Regions from separate parts of the Zea mays genome. Here region 1 is linked to region 2. The links are chromatin contacts, called in public Hi-C maps. All regions are on one chromosome and are shown on one strand. Each heading gives the region's core, a stretch centred on a gene start, on an enhancer-like site or on the middle of the called end of the contact. The rest is flanking DNA. Distances are from core to core; before and after follow the strand shown.

Region 1 (3,682 bases), core at 909-3,408, 170 kb after region 2:
TTTCAAGTAACCTCCAGGTTGCAACAGCTCGCCCACAATTCTGTCAGGTTCTGTCAGATCCCTCTCGATGACATGCACCCGGCGGCCATCCTACATTCCCAACAAACAAAGTAGATTAAAATAAATAGAGGAGATGAAACAATATAATACAATAGAGAGAATCCACATGAAACTAACTCGGTTCTTACTCCAATAAATGCAAATATGCATTGGAAAAAAATAAATCATTTAGCATGCCTTCAAGCCTAATTGGATTACTATTGAAGTTTGGATAGTACTAGTATACTCTCCTATAGACAGCTGGGTATACAAGATAAAAGGTTGTTTAACATGGTCTCAAACATATGTAGCCAGCTAAAACAATTTCTGTCCAGGGCTTTCTTGCTCATAAGTCATAACTTGACAAAAGGATTAGTGTATAAAAAAATCCCATGGAAGGAATATTTCATATGGGTAAGGATATTTATTGGTTGCTTTGTATCATACATATAACCATTTCTGATGTGAATATTATCTGCAAACAAATGGAAAATAGTCAATTCAAGTAACAGGACAAGGCCACATTTTCGTTTTGATGTTACATCGCTCTCAGAGTAGCTTGGAGTCATGTGCAGTTAATTTGGTCAGCAGAATTGATTGGAGAATTCTCTTTTCTTTGACCTAAACTAGTTTGTCAATTCATTAATGTTGAGAAAGGGCACATCAGTACAGTGTTGAATCAACTGCCATGTACGTTCATAAAAAAATTAGTAAGGTCCTCCAGCAACATTTTCTTCAAGGTAAACTTACAATTTCAACATAGCACTTTGAAAAATATTAAGCATGCCTAGTCATTTTACTATACAGAATTGTTCTTAGTGTCCGCGATCAAGAGAACTGATGTTTGAGGCTTAAACGTATAATCTTCCTTGGCTGTTGCTTTATCCCTCCTCGCCCCTCTGTCTTTCATTCTCCATCCAAAAAGGCTGTGGCTAAGAATTGACTAGTTCATTACAGGGTGTTCAGGTATTGCAAAATGATTTAGGCCCTGTTTGGAAGCAACCTAGTTTTTTAGAATCCAATTTTTATCTTAGTTTTTTAGAAACTGTTTTATGAAGGAAAAATACTGGTTTATGGTGTTTGGAACCACCTCAATTTTCATAAACTGGTTTTAGCTAGGGAAGGCTAGCTTCTTGTTTTTAAAGAAACTAAGAATCCAGTTTCTACAAACTAGGATATAAATTAATGTTTGGAACTACATCAGTTTTTATGAATAAGTTTCTTATAAACTGGGTACTTCCAAACAGACCCTTAATTGGAGAAGGGAAAATTCTCCATTATCAGTTGGACGACAACAAAATTTGGCAGCGCCTAACTGCCATAAGCCACACAAACTCCATGTCCAAAAAAGGAACAGTGACACCGACAGAAACCTCACTTTCCACAGACACAGCAAACATGCAAAATTCACCAACGTAGTTGCAACAAAACCACAATATCTTCTGTTTCTGAATCTACCTCTGAGACATATGAACAACCGTGATCAGAACCGTCAGAAAGAAAATTGGATGTCTTTAATAATAAAATAATAACTAAGTAAAAGCATGCAAAAACAGGACCTAAGTTGTTCTTGGGTCTGCAAGCAATTCATGCCAAAAAAAAAAGTTCTTCACGCCCAGCTAGCAGTACGCAATTTAAAATACGATACTGCCGATTTTTTTTCAATATAAAAACTCTCAACTTTTAGTCATCTAGTGGAACCATGCCAAAAAAGATGAGACAAGGGAAACCACCTTTCCGAGCGTGTACGCCAGCGCAGATCCAGCCACTCCGGCGCCGACGATGATGACGTCCGTCCCGACGTCGGGACCCGCGCCGTCACCGACCGCGCAGCCTGCCTCCGGCGCGGGTTTCCCTTCCACCGGAGGCGCCTGGGCCCGGGCCCGGGCCCGGCGGCGGCGCCCCAGCACGGCCGCAACAAGGACCGCCACGATGAGCGTGGCCGTGGCAGCGCCAATGAGGTGGAGCCCGACGCCGCCAGCGGCGGCCATAGCAGCCATGCTGCAATGAGGCCGCCTCGTGTCGCTCCCTGGGACCTTGCGGTGCGCGGCGCGTTTGCGGCCTTGCGTGTGGGGGCTTCTTCAGGGTTGCGAGGGGGGCAGGGAGGGAGAGGAGAGCGGTTTGATGCGTCTGGGGCGAGGCGTAGGCGGGGCAGAGAGAGAGGAACGATGGGACGAGGCGTCTCTTCGAGATTCTTCCGCGTTTTATATGGGAGGAGAGCTGGAGAGGAGGAGGTTGAGGCCGCTCCGCTCGCCGCCAAGTCTGCATCGCTGGCCGGCGGGCTTGGCTTAGCTGGATTTTTCTGAATTCCTACAAATTTGTATGCAGGCTTCATTTTCTGCTTACGAGCAACGTGGCCGTATGCTGCACGGGAAGTACGCTTTATTGGACCGTCACATAAATAATTTGAGACTCAGAGATTTTTTTCTAATAATTTGTAATATGTTGTAGTACACTTTGCAATCGAACTCTACACCAATGGTTGACACGTCTTAAAGTCGGACTTCGTACCGCATTTCTATATAATAATAAAGAATACTGTCCGGTTGCCACATTTCTTCTATACAATGCTGGATGGGTCCAGAGATCTGGAGTGAAGTGATATTTGGAAATTAAAAATTCGGAGCCCCAGTTGTGTACGTGACAGTACAACCAACCATACGTACGTTTCGTCTATTAAAGATCCAAAAGTCTATCCTGTCCCTTCTATTGTATATCCCCTACCTGCACCGCCAGCGACGATCACTGGTCAACATTTCGTCACACGAGTAGAAAAGAAGCGGCCGCGTGGTGGGGCCGCGCCATCACGTGCACTGCAGCCGCATCATCGACGCACTCACTCGATCCGTCCAAAAACGATTTTCGTTTTTTTTTGTTAGAACACAATTGTCATATTTGTTAAGAGTAATAGTCGAGATCTGTAAAAATTGAGTAACAGTTAGTTAAATTTATATCTAAATGCGGGAATGCAATTTGGATTGATATATTAGTTTTTTTACTAGATGTATGCCTGTACTTACTTGGGGTCACGAATTATTGTTCACATGTTTTGACGGAGGTTTTGTTTACTTTTTTTATAAAAAACTAATAAACTGTTTTGCATCGAAACAATAACTGTTCCTGAACCATTCCAGTCTTGCATATTTCTTTCTTTAGTTACTATTTATCAACTAAAAGTCATATTCCGCTTCTATTTCTCTTTTTGCACGTACGTCACGCGCAGTCCTCCTCGTACGTCAGGCCAAGGCCAACATGCATGCGAAGGATTGTCGTGATGACGTCGGTGTTTGTCTCCACCAGCATCGTCCACAGGAACGGCCCGGCGACGATCGAGCAGCGCGCTGTCGTCGGCTCTGTCCGCCGCGGCTGCATCAGCTCGGCGAAGGCCGACCAGCACCGCCCACCACCGTGGAACTACGCGCTCACAGGGTCCCGCAGCGGCAACGACTAACCGGGTATGGACCACCAAGCCATGAAGCTTGTCTGTCTGTGTCCGAGCAACGGCTCTGTCCGACGCTCTCGCCGGATGCACCATCTCAAGACGCACGAACAGCGGCGCCGACGTGGACAATTTGACACCACGCGCACGAGCTCGATTGTATATACATGCTTATATTTCCTTTGTTTATACTTTTTTCGCACA
Region 2 (3,511 bases), core at 236-2,735:
TACTATAATATCATCAAATACCACAGTATTGTTTCAAAACTGCAAAAATACTACAATTCCAAACAGGGCCGTAGCAGTTTGCCACGGGCTTATATGGCCAAGCCGCCAAGGGAAGGGTGCGGCGCTTGAGACACTGCACGGGCGCGTGCCGTCTCCACGCCGCCACCCACTCCCAGCCGTATCGTCCCGTTTCCTACGCTGGTCCGTGGTGCGTGGCCGTGTGACCCTGAGTCCCTGACAAACGGCACGGTCACGTAGCATGTCGCCGCGGAATCAACGCCACGGAAGGTGCTCTTCGCGGGGTGGGCATAAAATGTGAACTTTCGGCTAAAATGCAAACAAAAAAAAATGTGAACTTCACGTAGCATGCCTACTCGCTTTGCATGCCCCCCTTCATCTTCGGTTCCAGTCTTCCAGAGCAGGCCGAGTGTTTCAGCAAGAGCAATGAAGACAGTTGACCAATATTCAGTTGAGTACCCTTCTTCCCAGCAAGGTGTTCTCTCTCTCTCTCTCTCTCCATCAGACACCATGGGGTGTCGAACATGGACGCTACGGTACGCGGACATGGCCGGCAAAGGGCCCGTTGCAGTAGGCTGCCATCAGGCAGTCGTGGTCGCCGCACATCGTGTGGATAGTGGCCCCAACCACTGCGAGTCCATCCGCCTCACGTAGCGGACGCGTGGCCAACATTATTTAATGTGAGGGGACCGAAGAGCAGGTCGTCTCGTCGCCACGACACCCATCACCGTGCCCCAGCTAATAGTGATCGCACACAAGGCTACCATTTTTGTACACAGATACGATGAGTCGATGACTGATGTGGCAGCTAGCACTGTGTACTCATCATGGTGTGCAATTGTGCATGCATACTTGGCACGGACCAGCTGGTTCTGGATCTAGGATGCCAGACCCAATGCCTTGTATCCCCAGGCGCGCTTTCTGATCCAAGAACAAGGACATCCAAACCTCCTCAATAGTGATGAGCTCGGAAGATCTCGACTGAGAGTTCGCCGTTCGAATTCATCTACCGAACAAACATTAAGCTGCCATTAGCTAGTATCACACGCACATACATATTTTGCCTCATCAAATTAATATATCTATTTATTTGTTTCCATTTGAATACATCGATAGCTAGTGCTGAGCTACACAACAATGCAAGTAGTTTGAACAAAGTAATGCGGTTATAGTAGGCTGGAGTCGTAGCGAGCGGTGACCATGGAGCCCCGTATATTGTATCTGTACTCCCTTCAATTCGTCCACAGAAGAATGTAATTCTTGATACACAAACAATTCAAATTCTAAGTAAATTTATGTAAAAGGACATTAATGTTTATAATATAAAATAAATATTATTAGGCTAGTTATATAATATATATATTTTTATAATAAATTAATTAAAGACGCTGCTTAATTTGTACTAGGCACAGAGAATCCATCTCTCTCTGCCGTCTACAAATAAATACCCCTCCAGCTCTCTTCCTCCTCCCTCTTCCGCTCGTCCCGCCAATCGCCATTATTAACAGCTCCGCGGTCCCTCCCTCCCTCGGTCGGTCGGCGTCGGTCCCTCCCTCCCCACCCAGTTAGTCCTCAGCCTATCCCGTGCCCGCGCAGAGCACCGCCTCTGCTCGACCCACCACCCTCTGTGCAGAGTTAATTAACCTTGAGGTTTCCGATTGCCCTTCCCTTCCGCTCCTCTCGCCCATTCGCGGCGAGATTCAGCGGCAAGGATGCGCCTGCACGCGGAGGTGCGGGATGAGATGGAGGAGGGGAGCGAGGAGGGGGCTGTGACGGCTTCGGCGGGGCTGTCGCCACCGCCACTCATCGGTGCGGCGGCGCCGGTTCCCCGGCTAGTGGTGGGGTTCGCCCTCACGAAGAAGAAGGTGAAGAGCTTCCTGCAGCCCAAGCTGCTCCTGCTGGCCAGGTAAAAGCCTGGAACACCGCCCTCTCAGGAAAGGGGAATGGTTTGATGTTTTGCCAGATGCCGAGTGGTGTGATGGATTTTGAGGGGAGCGAGAGGGATGATTTTTTCCCCCTAGTATTTGATGACCGGGTGGCGAGCAGTTCCACGATTGCTCTGTTTTGTTCTTTTATTAATAGCCCGAAGAGCTTGGAAGGTGTTGGCCTTGGAGGAAAAATGGTGTGTAATTCGGGGGACGAGGAGGATTCATGGCTCGAGACGCGATTTCTTCCGTGCCTTGATTAGTTGCTGCTCTGCCCAGTGCCCAGTTCCTGATGGCCAGAAGATTTTTTGCATGAACAGGTTAACGTGATACCATGGACAGTATTCTGGTGTTTAGAAAGGATTATAATTTCCACGGTGTGTAGTGGAGGGGAATGCTATTCTATTCGTTGCTGCACTAGTCAAATAGTGACCGAATCAGACCTCCACTGAAGCGCAAAGTTGGCGGGAGAGGCTAGCGAGAATGGCTTCTGAGTGAAGCATGCTGCCTTAAGACTGTCAAGTGTTTATTTGGAATTCCAATGGCATCGGTAGATATGCCCTATATGTGTATCCTACGTTGACAGTTCCACTGCATGAGGGGTCTCAATAGACAATAGTCAATAGCTTTATATTATCCTGTCAAGTTGGCGGAATGGGCCTAGGCCCTAGGCTGCAAATACTTGTTGATGGTATCTGGGATTCTAGTTTGGAATATTCCTTTGGATAACTGCATCACATGGAAAATGACAACTTATTGATGGGTGTGTCTCTGCTGTGTTCATTTATAGTTTACTTACTCCATCGCTGGATTTGATAGCAACATGGGCTGCCAACAAACGATCTCTTCTTGTAGTTGTCTGGATTAAGAGCCAAGCTGATTCTATTATTTGCCTGTTGCCTCATTTGGATAAGCAACGTATGATCTAATAAACGGAACAACAAAATTAACAAGGAGAAAGTGTTTTTTGCTTGAACTATTTTTCTATATTTTTTATTATCTGCGTTTCTGCTTTTCAAGACTGTAAGTAACCTAAAAGTAAATGCCTCAAATTCTGATATGATGCAATTTGCCCTTGTAAAATGCATAGCAGGCTATGGATACAGAAAATGTTGTGGTAAACAAATTTGAAGGCATTTTTTTTTCGCCGCAAACTGAACAGTTTTCCTTGACAACTTTTGTACCTGAAAGCGTGTTGGGTTTCTCCCCTTGTAGTTCTTTCTGCATCTCAAACAATAAATGTTCTGATACTATTAGAGTGATTCTAGGGATATTCTAGATTGATAGCTTTCCATGTACAGTTGATTGATACCATGCAGTTCACTAATATCTCTAATAGATACCACGCAGTTCACTTATACCATATAATTTATTTCCTTACCCCTGGAGATATACCCAAGTATCATCCCATTTATATTTATAATTTGAGTATTACCTCGTTGCTCAAGCATATTGCTATACAAAATGTGGGCGTGTTATATGAATATTTGGTGTATGTTGATAGTATATGTATACTGCTGTGTGCTGTCACTAGCTCTCTTATCTTGTGCACCTAACTACTCCCTTAT

Evidence for each region. A called contact is a pair of places that touch in the nucleus more often than the background predicts.
Region 1: a Hi-C map of leaf shows a contact between it and region 2, with 2.5 times the contacts expected there. The contact joins the promoter of LOC100285558 here to the promoter of LOC100282774 in region 2. A contact is called at or near these places in 1 of 25 Hi-C or Micro-C datasets (leaf) and 1 of 3 datasets of contacts at active chromatin or transcription factors (leaf).

What each region holds. Positions count from the first base shown.
Region 1 is chr9:151,021,382-151,025,063 of Zm-B73-REFERENCE-NAM-5.0, forward strand. LOC100285558 reads right to left here and starts at 2,159. Exons shown (of 8, transcript NM_001372303.1): 1 at 1,773-2,159; 2 at 1-90. The coding sequence starts at 2,039.
Region 2 is chr9:150,848,955-150,852,465 of Zm-B73-REFERENCE-NAM-5.0, forward strand. LOC100282774 (inositol-tetrakisphosphate 1-kinase 3) reads left to right here and starts at 1,486. Exons shown (of 10, transcript NM_001412421.1): 1 at 1,486-1,924. The coding sequence starts at 1,731.